Regions from separate parts of the Mus musculus genome. Here region 2 is linked to region 1. Evidence: chromatin contacts called from public promoter capture Hi-C data. All regions are on one chromosome and are shown on one strand. Each heading gives the region's core, a stretch centred on a gene start, on an enhancer-like site or on the middle of the called end of the contact. The rest is flanking DNA. Distances are from core to core; before and after follow the strand shown.

Region 1 (3,853 bases), core at 1,313-3,812:
GCAGCTGGGTGTACCTGTGAGCATTTTCTTTTTCTTTCTTTTTTTCTGAGACAGGTCTCATGATGTAGTTCTGGCCATCCCAGAACTCACTAAGTAGACCAGGAGGGCCTGGAACTGACATCCACCCACCTGCTTCTGTGTCCTGAGTGCTGGAATTAAAGGTGTTCTTCCACCTTCTTGGTGGCAGCCCCTATAAAAAGAAGAACGAAGGCTTTGTTCTTTTCCTGCTTGTCTTCACGTTCACTGGCCAGTTCATCTGTCCTGCTGCCAGGGTATTCCTTCCTGGGTTTTAGAACCTATCTTTTGGGATTAACCCCCCCACCCCCCCACCCCCCCCCACCACATACACACATAGACCAAAGATCAGCTGAGACATTCAGCCTCATGGACGGAACAAGTACCGGATTCTTGGCATTTCTGTTGGATGACAGTGACTAGCTAGAACATGATCTATAATTCACTTTAATAAATTCCCATGTGTGTGTGTATACATACATATGTATTTTCATTCCCATATATAGGACCCTGACTAATGCAATTAAGTAATAACAGTATAGAGTAGTAGTTATCTCCTCTAGTTTGGACCATGTCTTAGGATTTTACTGCTGTGAACAGACACCCTGACCAAGGCAACTCTTATAAGGACAACATTTAACTGGGGCTGGCTTACAGGTTCAGAGGTTCAGTCAATTATCATCAAGGCGGGAACATGGCAGCATCCAGGCAGGCATGGGGCAAGAGGAGCTAAGAGTTCTATATCCTCATTTGAAGGCTGCTAGCAGACTACTGGCTTTCAGGCAGCTGGGATGAGGGTCTTAACACCCACACCCACAGTGACACACCGACTCCAACAGGGCCACACCTTCTAAACCACTCCCCAAGCCAAGCATATAAAAACCATCACATCCTCATTAGCCTATATCGGAGAGGTAACTTGCATGAGCTCATCACAGGAATGACCCATTAATACACATTTTGGAGGGAAGAGGATGATCATGGGGGTTTACAAGGCTCAAGACTCTGCACAAGAACTTCAAGAGGACCCTCCTGTCTAGGAACTATAACAAGGAATACAACTGACAGGGGTGGAATTCTTCAGTAATGTAGGTACCTGAAAGATGCTCACAGGACTTTTCAGTGGCTCGTGTGTGTGTGTGTGTGTGTGTGTGTGTGCGCTCGAGTGCATGTGGGGGGGGGGGGAGGAGGGGGGAGAGGGAAGGAGTGAGGGAGGGAGAAAGACAGAGAGAGTCACTATATAGTTCTGGCTGTCCTGGAACTCACTACGTAAAACAAACTGACTCTGAACTCATAGAAATCTGCTTGGCTCTGCCCTCAGGAGTGCTGGGATTAAAGGTACTCACTACCATATCTAGCCTAACAGGTTGTCAATGTACATTTAGACAGTTGTGTTGGATATTGTGAAAGTTACAATATCATCTGTTGTGTTTCTGTTGTATTTAATCTTAGAGATTATCCTTCTGAGAATTTTCGAGGGACTAGAGCCAAGGAGCAGCAAAGGAGAGTCTTGACATGAAGTGATACCCTGTATTTGGGCTGATCCTTAGACCTCTTTCGCCCACACTTCTGGAAATGAATGTAATTGAGTATGCACAATGGCTGAAGGGAGAAAGATACACAACCTCTTAAGTGTCACCTTGCCTCAACAACTTGCCATTACAGTGGAGTCTTAATGGATGAGCTATTTGTTGATTTCCTTCAGTCCAGGTAACCATGTCTATAAAATGTCTTTCAGGGTTCACTCTACTAAGGAGCACAGCAACTAGGCATGCTGGGGCACGCCTTTAGTCCCAGCACTGGGAGGCAGAGACAGCCTAACCTCTGAATTCCAGGCTAGCCTCTTCTACAGAGCTTGTTTGTGGACAGCCAGAGCCACACAGAGAAACCCTGTCTCAAAAAACCAAACCAAACCAAACCAAACGAGGACAGAGATAGGGCTAATGTCTCTGAGTGCCTAATATGCACTCATATACACACAAACGGAGCAAGATTAGGGCAGAGGATTGGAGGCAAAATACAGTGCCCAGTGCGATTACCTCCAATTTTCTGAACCCTATACAAAACACCTATACCTTGAACAAATAGATGTTATCTGTTCTGGGGTGAATGGACAAAACGAGTCACAGTAATTAAAGTTAACATTTTTTCTCACCGCTACAGGGCATCTGGCGCAACAACTGCAAATTCTCGTTCTGGAGTTATAAATTGTGTCCTGCTTTGCCACTTGCCAGCTGTGTGATCTTGTTTTTCTTATCCTTCCTGAGCTTCATACCCTAAAAGCAAAAAGTATATACACAGCTGGATAGATTTCCTAAACAGGACTAGGCTTTTTCAACTTTCCCAACGAACTCCAGGCGGCAAGTGACAGCTTGAGGCGCGTTTCGGTCCTTAGCAGCAGCTCAGATCAGCTCTCAGAGAGACGCGAGGGGAAAGGGAGGAGCCCGCGGGAACTCAGAGCCATTTCAGCCAATCGCACAGCGGGCGGGACGGGAGTTCCCGCCTCCGGACGGCGTGCGCGCGCACCACGCCGGCACGCCCGCCGCGGAGGCGCGCACGCAGGCCCTGCCCTCGTCGCGGCCGCCATTTTAGCTCCTGGTTCGGGCCGCACGGAGCGGGCTGTGGTGGCGGGAGGGGTGGGGGTCCCCGCGAGTTGAGCCGCGGGCCTCTTGTGCGTGGATCCGGCTGCCGGAGTCTCTCTTCTTCCCTCCTTCCTAAGCGTCCGCTTCTGGGAGTGCGAGGATGTCCAAGAGGCATCGGTTGGACCTGGGGGAGGATTACCCCTCCGGCAAGAAGCGTGCGGGGACCGATGGGTAAGCCAGGCCGGGGCGCGCAGTCGCGGCTCGGGCTTTGTTGGATGGTGGCGGGGAGCAGGCCCGGCTGCCGAGCCTTTGTCTGCCGTCGGCCGGCTGGGGCGCGTGCCGAGTGTGTGCGGCCGGGGCGAGCGGCCTGTGGCGGCCACGAGGCCGCGGAACGGCGGGCGTGCGGAGCGGGCCGCGAGGCCTCGGTGCTCGCGTGAGGCCCGCAGCCGGAACCGGATGGCCAAGGGCACTGCCCCCGTGGGCGGCGGCGGGCGCTGTCTGTTTTGGGGGAGGATAGAGGCGAGCCGACCTCGGGGCGCACTGTTTGGCGGGAGACGAAGGGCCTTCTTCCATTGAGGCACTTCAGGAGAGGCCGTTGCCAACTTCCGCCCTCTGCCTGCCCTCCCGCCATCTCCTTTATTTCCTGCTTTGCTTAAAAGCCGGCTTTGCTTTTAAGTAGCATCACTGGGGTAGGCCTGTGAAAACACGTATTTCCCCCTCCGCTCTGGAAGTTATTTCTATCTCCTCCCCACTTTGGACGCACTTTTCAAAAAAGTGATCTTAAGCGTGTTTGAACAAACAACACCCACGTGCAGATTGAGAAAGGCTTACACCGATTCCTGGTCTGGCATTTTAGTTCCTTTTCTTAGACTTTTCGCAAAGACAGGGCATTTAGCAAGTAAGCAGTTGTATTATCATTTTCCAGTCTTTTCTTTCACAGTTCATACTTAAAATGTACTTTTGTTTATATTCCTACCCTCCCATTTTAATTAGTTGTATGTTTATGCTTCGGCAGTACAGGGATCTGTTGGGTTAATTAAAAAATATATCCACGGAAGTCCAAATGTCCAAAACAGTTGTAGGATTTTATCATTTTCTTATGTCTTGTGACACCGACTCGCTGTCAAGTCAGATGTGTGGTCTCTTGAGTTTTTGTTAACGGAAAGTCCTTTGGGATTGATTTCTAACTACCAGTGTGAGAATAGGTCAGGATAGGATGCGTTCTGTCGCTCTCCTTAGGTTGAAATATTGAATAC
Region 2 (3,406 bases), core at 645-3,144, about 22 Mb before region 1:
AAGTTGCTCTTGCCTTTAATCTCAGCACGTGGGAGGCAGAGGCAGGTGGATCTTCTTGCCAGCCCGCTCTACAAGGTGAGTTCCAGAACAGCCAGGGCTATGCACACTACACAGAGAACGTTGTCTTGAAAAACAAAACAAAACAAAAACCCAACTATGTTGTGTACACCTCTAAGCTCAATTAAGGGTGAAAGTTACTCTACAGTGAAAAGTTGGCAAGTACCTAATAACTCAAAAAATTGTCCTATACGTTACTAGAAAACAGGACAGGATTGGTCCACAAGTAGAAACAGTCCTTCAACTTTGGTCAAAATGCAATTTCGCCAAGGATTATGATCAAACAGTAGACAACTTGCTAGAATCGCAATCTGTGTAAGACATCAACAGGAGAGAGTTCACCAACCTGGCATTTTCTTCTTCTGGCCTTTCAACTTCATTCTCATCTACCAAATAAAATAAAATAAAATAAAGTAAATAAAGAAACCAAGCTTAAGCAACAAGTAGTATAGAAATCTGAAGGGAAGATCACAAGCACTAACCTAGATCCTTTGCCAAGTCACTGTGCACATGCACGTCCCACGGGCCTACAAGCATAGCCAAAGTTAGATCACTTCATAAGCAAGACACATCTCTTATGGAAAGAAATACAAGGGGATTTACACATCATGCTAAGAGAAACCCCACACATTTCACATTTTAAGGGTAGTACCGATGCTGTCTTTCCACTAAAGAAATAATCAATTTTACAAGTTTATCGGAGTTTCATTACTAAAAGGCTGCTTAAGACGCTAACGTTCACTTTTATATAATCTATGAAATTTATGTCAAGAATGTATGCTCTAGGAAAGAACAAAATACTTTCAAATCTGGTATAACAGCCAAGGGGGATTACGACTTAAAGTTAAAACTCAGACATCAGACATGTCCCCTACAAAAACAAAGTACATGACGCATTAAATTTGGGGACACAAACACAAAACACCGAATACAAGCCTATGGGAAGAGTCACGAGATACAACTATGACGTGGACTATACAGGGCTCTTTAAAAAGCAAAAAACAAAAAATAAAAACAAAAACAAAACACTTCACCTTAATACAGGCCACAATTCAGGGTTTTCTTTATGGACCACAGTGTATTTCATCTGTTTCTTTTAATTAATACTTTTAAAGCACGACTTTCAGACAAGGAGGTACCCTTGCAGGTGCATCCCATACAAACTGACCATCAAGAAACAAGACGTTAGTTTCATTGCACTGACTTTATTTAGCTGCTATTACAGAATGACGGTTTCTGAAAGAAAGGGACGAGGAGGGGCACCCCATAGCCACTGAGCAAGAGAGACACCAAAGCGGCTCAGAATCGATAAAGAGCATGAATAGAGAGCGCAGAAGCGAGGAGGCCCGGGCGGTGCGGAGGAGGGCGACGCAGGGCTGCCCGGCCTCCTTGGCCCGCGTCCACCGCGCGGTGAGTGCCTGCGGGTCCGGGCGAAGGCCGGGAGCAGGCCGCACTCGGCCTAACCAAGGCCGGTTAGGGCCAATACGAGAGGCCTCGGACGCCTGGGCCTGAAACGCTGGGAGGAAGGCCAGAGAGAACCGGGGAGACAGACAGGAAGTTCCGTACCGCCATACAGCCACTCTTCCTCCTCATCCCCTCCGGTCCCGCCGCTCAGCTCCACCAGGCGCTCCACCTCGCCGGCCGACATGGCCGCCCCACGCACAAGTTAAAGGCGGCGGCCAACAGCTCTCTCAACCCCTTTTTCCAGCCTCGCCGTCCCAGGGCGCGAGAATGGGAGGGAAGCCGCCGGTAAGCGAACGAAGAGCGCGAGACTCAAATCTGGGGCCAACCTCGGTGGAGGCGGCGACCCTGAAGAGTCAGCGACCGATCCGTCTGCGCATGCGCCGCAGGCACCCAAGCGGCGCGGCGTCTCTAGGTGGTTACGCTTCCGCGGCGGCGGGCACCTGGGCCTCTCATTGCGCAAGCGCCGCGCGATTGGCTCCTCCCCCTCCCCGCCCCACCCCAAGGATTCTAGCTTAGCTTCTCAAGAGTGGCTTTCTCTGGGGCTTCTGGTCTTCTTTGAAGTTCCCTTCCCCCAACCTTCCTCCCACTCCCCAGTTCCCTTTGCTACACCATTGTTCTTTTCTGTCCCTGTTGCCTTTCTCCCTCCACTAGTCTATTTTAAAATCCTGAAGGCCAGCATCCCGCACGGGTTTGACTGAACCACAATTGTCAATTCGTCGAAATTTTAACAACCAACAAAAGAAAAATTTAATATATAAAGGATGCGTTCTCTTTGTTTAAAAAATTATTAGTATTGGGCATAGTGGCACTTGGTAGGCAGAGACAAGTCACCCTGGTCTACATAGTGAGTTCCAGGATAGCCTGGGCTATACAGGGAGACTCTGTGGCCGGAAAGTTTTATTTAAGTTACTTAAACTGGTCATCTGAGTGGAGGGAACCTTGGTTGTGAAAATACCTCCATAAGATCGGGCTGTAGACAAACCTGCAGGGCATTTTCTTAATTAGTGATTGATGAGGAGGGTCGAGCGTTAGACTTTATCTGTATCACTTGATTCCTCGTTACCTGAGTAGATCACGAGGGTTTTAATTCTTCTTAGTTTTGAACTCTTGTTTGCTATGCCCTGTTCCCCTGTAGGAAATTCTTAAATTGTTTCAACTTCTGTGTACAATTTCCTCGTAAAAATCTTCCCTGAATTCAACAAATATGTATGAAAGTCTACCCAAGTACTAGGAACTCTTCAAGACTATATAGATTGGCGGTTAAAAAAAAAATCCTTTCTTTCATGAAGCCTTTATTCTAATGGAAGATGATAGACACATCATGTTGATAAGGATTTAAAAATAATAGTAGCTGTAAAAAGACCCACGGCCAAGTGATTAAAAGGGAGGTATAATCTAATATCACGTGGTAATTAATTAATTAATTAAAATAAGTAGATCCCTTAATGGAGAAGGGCTGTAAGCTCTGTGGGTTTCTGCATGGGGGCTACTTGACAAGGAGATTAGGAACATGCAAAAGGCCCAGAGACAGAGAAGTTCCAGGCACCCAACTGCATTTGGAGTAGAGTGAAAGGCAAATGTAGATAAACTGAGTATGCAGATGGGGTGAGCAGGGTTGGGGTGAGGGGAGTAGAGCAGAGCTAAACTCTCTTTTAGACCACAAGTCTTATTGACTACATAGCCACTTTCCCCAGAATCTTCACTAGGCCAAATCTGCCTTCGTCTTGTTTAACTTTCACTTCCATCTGTTGTATGGTGCACCATATCCTTTTGGCCTTTGATACTATCTGCTTGAGAGTACCGTGGGCAGTTACCACCACCACACCGTGGTTAGCTCCATTCTCACTGTTAAGTGCATCTAAAGTAAAATTGGGTGGTTTCATGA

The links. Promoter capture Hi-C pulls out the DNA fragments that hold promoters and counts their contacts.
Region 2: a promoter capture Hi-C map of pre-B cells shows a contact between it and region 1. The contact joins the promoter of Fip1l1 here to the promoter of Dhx15 in region 1. A contact is called at or near these places in 1 of 39 promoter capture datasets (pre-B cells) and 1 of 484 Hi-C or Micro-C datasets (CD4 T cells).

The regions. Positions count from the first base shown.
Region 1 is chr5:52,189,255-52,193,107 of GRCm38.p6, reverse strand. Dhx15 (DEAH (Asp-Glu-Ala-His) box polypeptide 15) reads left to right here and starts at 2,562. Exons shown (of 14, transcript NM_007839.3): 1 at 2,562-2,828. The coding sequence starts at 2,758. It overlaps 9230114K14Rik (RIKEN cDNA 9230114K14 gene), which reads right to left and starts at 2,427. Exons shown (of 4, transcript NR_015537.2): 1 at 2,171-2,427; 2 at 1-190.
Region 2 is chr5:74,533,979-74,537,384 of GRCm38.p6, reverse strand. Fip1l1 (FIP1 like 1 (S. cerevisiae)) reads right to left here and starts at 1,894. Exons shown (of 18, transcript NM_001159573.2): 1 at 1,624-1,894; 2 at 540-584; 3 at 404-443. The coding sequence starts at 1,705.